Linked DNA regions of Mus musculus: region 2 is linked to region 1. A link is a contact called in public Micro-C data. All regions are on one chromosome and are shown on one strand. Each heading gives the region's core, a stretch centred on a gene start, on an enhancer-like site or on the middle of the called end of the contact. The rest is flanking DNA. Distances are from core to core; before and after follow the strand shown. Region 1 holds the start of Col16a1 (collagen, type XVI, alpha 1). Region 2 holds the start of Hcrtr1 (hypocretin (orexin) receptor 1).

Region 1 (4,339 bases), core at 579-3,078:
TGCTGGTCCAGAGAGATCAGCTGCAGCCTCGGCACCTGACAACCAGAGACATGGGGGGTGGGCTTCAGAGTGCCCAAAAGTGTGGGTAAGTGACAGCCTTCTTGGGACCCATGTACCAGGGACTGCAGGGATAAGGGCTTGGTGTCAGTTCCTCTTAGAGGCCCCACACAAGCCTGGGGTGAGAATCTGGGCAGTAGTAATAAAGAAAATATTTAACCACCGGTATGCCCTAGACACTCACCAGCCCGAGCACAAGCCTAGCTGAAGCACAGAAGCAAGGCCCAGACAGCTTCTGCTATGTCATGAGCTTGCCGCTGGGTTGAGGAGAGGTCTAGAGGGTTCTAAAAGATCACAGAGGCAGAGAAAGCAAGGGGCCATGAGCAGAGGCAATTTATCAAAAATGTTTCACGAATCCCAGGGCTGTGTTCTGCACTGGTGCATAGTGGCCCAGTACCTGGAGAGCTGTGCTCAGCTGAGCCCAGGTTAGCCCTGCCAGGCACCTACAAGGTCAGGGGCTGAAGACTGGACTGAGTCTCTTGGCAGAGATCACAGGGCTGTGTATGAGCCAAGAAAGCTTCCCCTTGTGTGTACAGGGGCAGGAGAGCAGGTCACCAGGGCTCAGGACCCCGTTGCCAACCTCTCCCGCTGATGGATGCTCGTCTTTTTGTTTTATTAAACCCTGATGGATGGGCCCAGATAAATCAATGCAGGCTCAGCAAGTGGCCAGCAGAGTCATATATCATCTGGCCCCTTCTAGGACAGGCAGATCATGAGCACACAAAGCCATGTGTATCAATACAATACACATAGGCTTATAGGCACATAGGTGCCGGGACTGTGCAATCAAACCTAGCTGCAGGCAAGCGAGCTAAGAGACATGAGAACTGATAAGCCCAGTTTACATACATGCTCCTGTCCAGAGCCAGACTATGAGCACCCTCCAGGAGGCTCTTCTGTTGGTACTTTCTTAGGCAAGTCAGATTTTGTACGGTGCCATGCTTACTTATCTCCCTTATTGCTGGATACAGAATAAAGGATGCCTTCACGCATGCGTGTGTGTGTGTGTGTGTGTGTGTGTGTGTGTGTGTGTGTGTGTATATATATATATATATATGAGGCTGGACTCTTGGGATGGATCTGTGCCCCCACCTCAGTCATCTCCCATCCTAGGGGTGTGCATCCCCCCCACTCTCCAACCCCAGCCTGACCTTCCCTTCCTGACAGCCAGTGGAAAGGTAGCCGACTATGAGCAGCATGTGGGTGCATGTGGAGGCGTGAACATAGAGATGGGCTCAACATGTTCACCACTCTGGCTCCTACTCCCAGGCCTCAGATTGAGTGAAGGGCTTGTAGGGATGAGCTAGAGAGATGCTTCCAAGGAGACCCCGCCCCCCTCAACACAGACACAGATGGAGGCAGAGACAGCAGGACCAGCATGGAGTTTCCAGATCACCCCACGGCAGAAAAAGAGCACTGAGGCCCTCAGAGAGGGCTAGCCACTTGCCCCAGGTCACATAGCGAGTCAGTAGCAGAATATGCCCTTTCAGCTCAGAGGGAGAAGCAGCCCAGTGCTGGCCCACTTACCAACGGCCCGCGGAGCCCTTCACTGAGCAATCCTGGCAGCCCTAAGGCTGCCAGCTATGGGAAGCAGGGCCAGGGGTCCACGGCCCACAGGAGGATCCTCGATCTCTCCCTGCCAGTCTGCGCTGACCCCAGCTTTTCCACGTCCTGAGTTCTCTAGACTGAGTGCAGCGCAGCGTGCGCGCACACTCACACGCCTGCTTGCAGGAACTGCCGGCCGCTCCTGGAGAGGGAAGAGGGCGGTTCCAGGGGGCTGGGGGCCTGCCAAGAGGCTAATGGAACACAGCTGGGCCGGCCCGCCAGGCTGGAGGAGGAGGGAGACCGCGAGGGTTCGGCGGCTGCGGAGGCACTGGCCATTGGCCTGCACCGCCGCGCTCCTGGCCTGGCCCTGCGCCCGGGCCCGCCCGTCCCGCTTCCCCAGCCAGGTGAGCCTGCGGGTGAGCGGAGCAAGGCGGGACCCTGCGTGCCCAGAGCTGCCCTGGAAGGGGCGCCTGCGGCTGGCTGGCTGGCGGGAGGGAGGCCAGGCTAGGCGCGCCCGGGACCTCCTTAGTGCCCCCCCTAATTTCCTTGGCTGAGACCCCAGAAAGCTGGAGAAGACTAGAGACCCCTCCTCCATAGTCGTGGAACCCGCGACGTGGCTGCTGACCAAGCCTCGGTGGTCAGCTTTTTCCAGTGCCTGGGCCTAGCATTCCTAGGCTGTAGAACCTCTGCTTGCACTGGGAGGAGGGGATAGAGCACCACTCCCCAACCCTGTGCTAAATTAACTCCTTCTGCTCTGTCCCCATTTCTACAGAAGTAGGGTCAGGGAGTCCTCTTGGACTCCAGAAGGTTGGAAAGACTCAGATCCCTACCCCCTGCCCCCTCCCTGCTCCCTGCTTTAAGAAGACTTTTTTTTAAATTAATTTATTTTGTATGTGTATGTGCGGAACGTGTACACAGGCATAGTTGTAAATGCCATGTTGTATGTGTGGACGCCAGAGAACAATTGATGGAGTTAGCTATCTCCTTTCACAATAGGGGTTCTGGGGGAATCCCGCTAAGGTGGTCAGTCTTGGTGGCCAGCACATTTACCTGCTAAGCCATCTCCATGGCCCTCAAACTTGGTTTTGTTCTCTTTTTAACTGGATATTGAGCCTAGAGTTTGCATATTCTAGGCTAATGCTCCCCCCCCTTGGTGGTATAGTGGTATGTGTGTGTGTGTGTGTGTGTGTGTGTGTGTGTGTGTGTGATGTGTAAATTTGTGCAGGTGTACACACACATGCTTGGTGGTGGCAGCCTGTTGCCTTTAATCTCATCACTCAGGAGGCAGAAGCAGGTGGATCTCTGTGAGTTGAGGACAGCCTACTCTACAAAGTGAGTTCCAGGACAGCCAGGGCTACACAGAGAAACCCTGTCTCAAAAACAAACAAATAAACAAACAAAAAAAACAACCAAACGAAAAACCCAAACCGCTCTGTTGCTCAGGCTGGCCTTGAGCTGGTCTGGGACAGAAGCAAACCTAGAACTTTCTATTTTTAAGATAGGTTCTCACTATGTAGCCCTGGCTGTCTTGGAACTCCCTTTGCAGACCAGGCTGGCCTTGAACTCACAGAGATTCCCCCTTGCTTAGAGAACGCTGGGACTAATGATGCACACCAGCACACCCAGCCAAGCCTAGATCTTTCAACCCTCTAGCCTCAGCCTCCTGGGTAGTCGGTGCCCAGCAGGCCTGGTTCAAATCTACTTTTTATCTCTAATTCCATTTGCACATCTGTGAGATGAGATGCCTGCAGCTGCCCGTGTAGCTTTGTTAAAGGAAACTCATTAACATCTGTGAGAATGCTTAGCCGTGCTCTGGCACGTAAGAGGAGAGATATTTGCTGCGATTTTCATTATTGGGATCCTTAGCAGAGGACAGGGTCTGTAGGGAGTGGGGGTGGGCATTAAGGGACAGGGAGGTTTTCTTTATATACAGGGTCTAAAGAGGCAAAAACAGTTGAGTTTGGATGAACCTCAGAAAAGGAAGCGAAGCGGCTGTAGGGTATATGTTGGGGTTAGAAAGGAAGCGACTTAAGACCCTCCATCCCAAGGATGGCTTCCGGTCGGAGTAGGGTGGTTAAAGCTGTAGACCTGTGGCCCCATCTAACCCAGGCGGAGCCATGACAGGCCCGGGATTTCCCACCTCCATCCCTGAGTCAGCGGAAACCTAACCACGCTGCTACGCCATGGAGGCGCCCCACTGTGGTCCCCTCACGGAGCCTGGGCCCAGATGTGTGGTGGCAGTGGTGCGGCCTGCGAGGCGCTGAGCTCAGCAGGCAGGAAGTGCAGGAGGTGGGGCTTTCAGAAGCTCTGTCAGGAGGGCTGGGCAGGCACAGTCGGGGTTGCGAATGGAGTACTGCCCAGCTTAGAGCAGGAAAAGGAAGGAACATCCACTAGTCAGGTTTACAGGACACAACAGGGGGCAGTGCTCACACTTCACCTCCACCTTTGCTGGAGGAAAATCCAGAGTACAGGAACAAGTTGCCTAGCATCACATAACCCGTTGGTGGTAGAGTGGAGACCATGGCCAGCAAACCTAAGCAGCAGAAATGACCACACCCTGTGCCATCCTGGCCATGCCCAGCCTTCACCCACTCGTGCCCCGCTCTGCAGCTCTCAGAGTCGAAGATGCAGGAACCTGAGAGAGTGATGTCCTGAGACTTTCCTATTAGCATCCCAGAGGTGCTCATAAGAACAACCAAACCACCCAGGCAGTGGTGGTGCACACCTCTAATCCCAA
Region 2 (4,339 bases), core at 652-3,151, 91 kb before region 1:
GAGTTCCACATTCACACACTTGCAGAGCTGTAGACACAAAGGCATGCCCACACGCACATTCCCAAACTCACAGGGAGACACACTGAAATACACTGAGCGCACGCACATACACACGTGTGCATACAGTCCTTAGACACAGACACCAAAACAAAGGGACAAATCAAGACACATAAGACATCTCTTACCCAGGGGGAAGCCAATCATCATCCAAAAGCCTACTCTCGTACGGAGACACACAAATACCCATGGCTAGTTTCTTTAGAGACATCCTAACCACCCTCTGTGAATATATAAACCCTCTCCCTTATCACCCCACTGTGTCTCTCTCTGTGTGTCTCTGCTGTCTCTCTGCCTCTCTCTGTCGCTGTCTCTGTCTCTGTCTGTCTCTGTCTCTGTCTCTGTCTCTGTCTCTGTCTCTCTCTCTCTCTCTCTCTCTCTCTCACACACACACACACACACCACAGTCCCTCTTCTCTGGAGTCCTTCATCCATCCCCTGCCTCAGGCAGCACTCAGAGCAGACATGACAGTTTTAGAGTCCTAGAGATCTGTGGCCTATATTCTTGCATACAGATGCCACAACTACCCAAGGACAGAGTTTCTGCCTTGGGTCCAGCCACTCCCATTCTTCCAGAGTAGATAGAGGTCACCAGACCCAGAAGGGTGATGTCCTAGTCATCTGCTCACAGACCCCCTGTTTGCATCTCCAGTGCCTTAGAAGAGGGTCTGGCTGCAAAGGGAAGATGGTGGTTACAACTCCCAGGAAGGAAGGGATGTGTGAGAAAGGACCCTTGCTTGGACGACACTGTCTTGAGGTGATAGGTGGACAAAGTCCCCACCCACCTGCTAGGATTCCCAGGAGACCTGATCCAATCATGTGCACCTGCTGTTGTCTGCCTTAAAGACACACACACACACACACACACACACACACACACACACACACACCTCCGTGTTAACCCAAGGGCCACTTGGTCCTGCTTCCGGCTTCAGAGCAGGTGTTGCTGTTCTAGGAAGTCCTGGGTGAGCTCTTCTGCTCTGTTGTGACTCTCAGCTCCCTAGGTCTCACCCATCTTTGTGGACACCATAGGGAAATGCCTTACTCCCCGGAAGCCTACATCCTATGCAGAACTGGGGGTTAGAGGGGCTCTGGGAGATCTGAGAGTGAAACACAGGTTCGAACCTCAGCACTGCCTCTGACCTTGGGCAAAGCCCCGAGCTGTGTGTATCCAAGGACTTATCTGTAAAATGGGGACAGTAATAACTATCTCCCCCAGGCTGACGCGGGGATTAAATGAGATCATGCATTGAGTATCCTGTGGAAATGGCGGCCGTATTACAGGTTCATTGCTTGCCACAGAGATTGGTAAATATTGAGTTAATGAACGCCTCCAGCTTCCCTTCTTCTGCCTCCACCTCATGTCTGTGCTTTAGGAGGGGGAAAGTAAATGTGAACAAGAAGGATTTGGGGCAGGGAGAACGGGAAAGATCAGGGCTTTCTGACATCTCTGGACACCAGCTGCTCCAGCGCGTCCTGAGATTGCTTGAAGGCGGCACCGGCATCCTCTTACCCTTATGCCACTCACCTGTGCCACCACCCTAATCGGTCAGGTGAGGCAGCAAGTAGTGGTGGGGTCCACCCCTGCTCTGTGGCCCCTCGACGCTCCCCACCCCAGGTGCGTGCTGAATGCCGGGTGGCGGGAGCGTAAGTGTGCGAAGGATGTGAATGAGCCAGTGGACGCGTGAATGGAGGTGGATGGAAGCGTGAAGTACAAGGCGGGGCTCCAGCTGGGTGACCTCGAGTGCAGACAGGCCGGGGCTCCCTCCCCTCTCCTCCCAGCATCCCGCTCCGCTCCCCTCCCCGCGGCGCGCAGCCCTCCCTAGCCCTCCCGAGCTACCGCGGGCACCAGAGCCGGGACCACGCAGCCACTGAGCGGACAGCGCCGCCTCAGGAGGGGGCTACCCCGCCGCGTCTCCAGTTCCGCACCAAGGCGAAGTCCCGCGAGCAAGGTCCAGGTTCCAGCAACGGAGGATGCCCGGGGCCGGGAGCCAACAGGTGCGGGGCGTGGGCGACCCCCAGGACTGACTTGGGGATTCCAGAAGAGCATCGGCAGGTGATGGAGGGGGCTGGAGTCTCTGGGGACCTGGGTGCCGGAAGACTGCGCCACCCCCCACTCCGCTCACCTCCGGGAGGTACCCTTTAGCGCACTTGCTGCCCCTTCTGGGAATCCTCCCAGACCCCCTAAGGAGCAGGGAGGTCCCGCTGGGAAATCGGTAGGCCAATGTCTCTGCCCCTTCCCCTAGGGCTCTCGAAAGGACTGTCCATCCTCTTAACACCAATCTGGGGTCGTCCCTACCCAGCCAAGGGAAGAAGGGGTCTGAGCAAGGGAGGAGGGAGCGGCCTGAGCCAGGCCGGATTTATGAATGGAGAGCGGCCTGCGCACCGGCTCAGCGACCCCTGGCGGCCGTCGGGGAGCATCTCGGCCCCGGGGACTCCAGGAGACCTAGCAAGGGGGGTCTTGAGAAGCCTGTTTCTTGGCGTGAGGATCCTCCTTTCGTCTCTCCTAGGAAGGTGCTTACCCGCACTCCTCTTCGCGGGTCTGTGCGTTCCCGCGCGTGTACGCTCACTGAGGAGGATCTGGCAAGTCTAGTGGGCGGGACCTAGGTCTTTAATATCTCCCTGCACCCTTTTCCCAGCCAAGGGAAAAGGCTTGAGGACTGACTCAAGAAAGAATATTTGTCGTTGGGGATGGGTTTCCTTCCTAAATCTGTGGTGGCCGGAGGACTCAGACTGTCCTGGATTGGCTTTGTGACCTTGAACAAGGGACTCAACCTCTCAGCTTCCCGTCTCTCCATCCACACAACAGGGCTTGCTAATAATGATACCGAATACTGACTGGAGGGCCAGCTTCTGGGTGTACCAGGCTCTGGGTGAAGTAGTTCCCAAACCTTAGAGCTCAATACTCTTCATCGTGGCTCTGGAAGGTAGGTAACTTTAATACTCTGTTGGACCACTGGGTGGGGAAACTGAGTCTCAAGGAGGGAGGTAAAAGGTGCCTAGCTCCACCATTCCCACCCCATGACTAAGAATAAAGAGACGGAGGTAGACAAAGTCCCTAATGTCCTCTTCTTTCCTTCCTTCCTTCCTTCCTTCCTTCCTTCCTTCCTTCCTTCCTTCCTTCCTTCTTTCCTTCCTTCCTTCCTTCCTCCCTCCCTCTCTCCCTCCCTCCCTTCCTCCCTTCCTTCCTTCCTCCCCTCCTTTCTTCCCTCCTTCCTTTCTTCCCTACCTCCTCTCCCTCAGGAAGTTTGGTCTGAGACCCCAAAGACCTGAGGGCAAGACCAGGGCCTTTGAAAGGAGTGGGCTGAGGGCTTGTGGGAGTTTCTCTTTCTCCACAGAGCCCAGGACTCTCCTCAGCTGAAGTGGCTCCTAAACTCATGGAACCCTCGGCCACTCCTGGGGCCCAGCCTGGAGTCCCCACTAGTAGTGGGGAACCCTTCCATCTGCCTCCAGACTATGAGGACGAGTTCCTCCGATACCTGTGGCGCGATTATCTCTACCCGAAGCAGTACGAGTGGGTTCTCATTGCAGCCTACGTGGCTGTGTTCCTCATAGCCTTGGTGGGCAATACCCTGGGTAGGTGTCTGTTTTCTTCTGAACTAGAGGGAGTCCTGGGCCTTCCCTTCATACCCATTCTTGCTGGTGAGGTCGGGATGGGGCCTGAATGTGTGTGGCTTTGCTAACTGGCTTCACCTCACCTTGCTGCTCTCTGCAGTCTGCCTGGCTGTGTGGCGGAACCACCACATGAGGACAGTCACCAACTACTTCATTGTCAACCTGTCCCTGGCAGATGTGCTGGTGACTGCCATCTGCCTGCCTGCCAGCCTGTTAGTGGACATCACCGAGTCGTGGCTCTTCGGCCAGGCTTTGTGCAAGGTCATTCCCTATCTCCAGGTTAGCTCTCCCATGGCCCTCAGCACCCTCTACCACATCTGTCCAAAACCTATGACCTTGGTGGCTTTCAGTAACTTTATTGTTTGCCTTTCAGTCAAGTTACACTGGCTTAGGACTCTTGTGGGGCTATTCAAACCACCAGGCTGGACAGTTGGGAACACAGACACAGCCCGACATACACACATAGACAAACTTGACCACACACACACAGAGACACATACACACACACAGACACACACACAGAGTTACTTTCGGGTCCACAGGCACATGCAGAGAAGAGACAGAAGCCCACAGTGACAGACCTGCACTTAACAGGTCTGCTCCCTGACTCCAGTAGGGACCAAGAGAGACAAACAGAATTCTCTCTCTAGTCTCCTTCCCCAACGCT

What was found. A called contact is a pair of places that touch in the nucleus more often than the background predicts.
Region 2: a Micro-C map of brown adipocytes shows a contact between it and region 1, with 2.1 times the contacts expected there. The contact joins the promoter of Hcrtr1 here to the promoter of Col16a1 in region 1. A contact is called at or near these places in 1 of 39 promoter capture datasets (embryonic stem cells), 1 of 484 Hi-C or Micro-C datasets (brown adipocytes), 3 of 115 datasets of contacts at active chromatin or transcription factors (embryonic stem cells, pancreatic cancer cells and stem cell-derived neural progenitor cells) and 2 of 9 other capture datasets (adipose tissue and pancreatic islet).

The regions. Positions count from the first base shown.
Region 1 is chr4:130,045,329-130,049,667 of GRCm38.p6, reverse strand. It overlaps Col16a1 (collagen, type XVI, alpha 1), which reads right to left and starts at 1,828. Exons shown (of 70, transcript NM_028266.5): 1 at 1,585-1,828; 2 at 1-35. The coding sequence starts at 1. Gm12963 (a long non-coding RNA gene) reads left to right here and starts at 1,246. Exons shown (of 6, transcript XR_003955360.1): 1 at 1,246-1,260; 2 at 1,742-2,006.
Region 2 is chr4:130,136,724-130,141,062 of GRCm38.p6, reverse strand. It overlaps Hcrtr1 (hypocretin (orexin) receptor 1), which reads left to right and starts at 1,901. Exons shown (of 9, transcript NM_198959.2): 1 at 1,901-2,055; 2 at 2,867-2,984; 3 at 3,396-3,633; 4 at 3,773-3,951. The coding sequence starts at 3,435.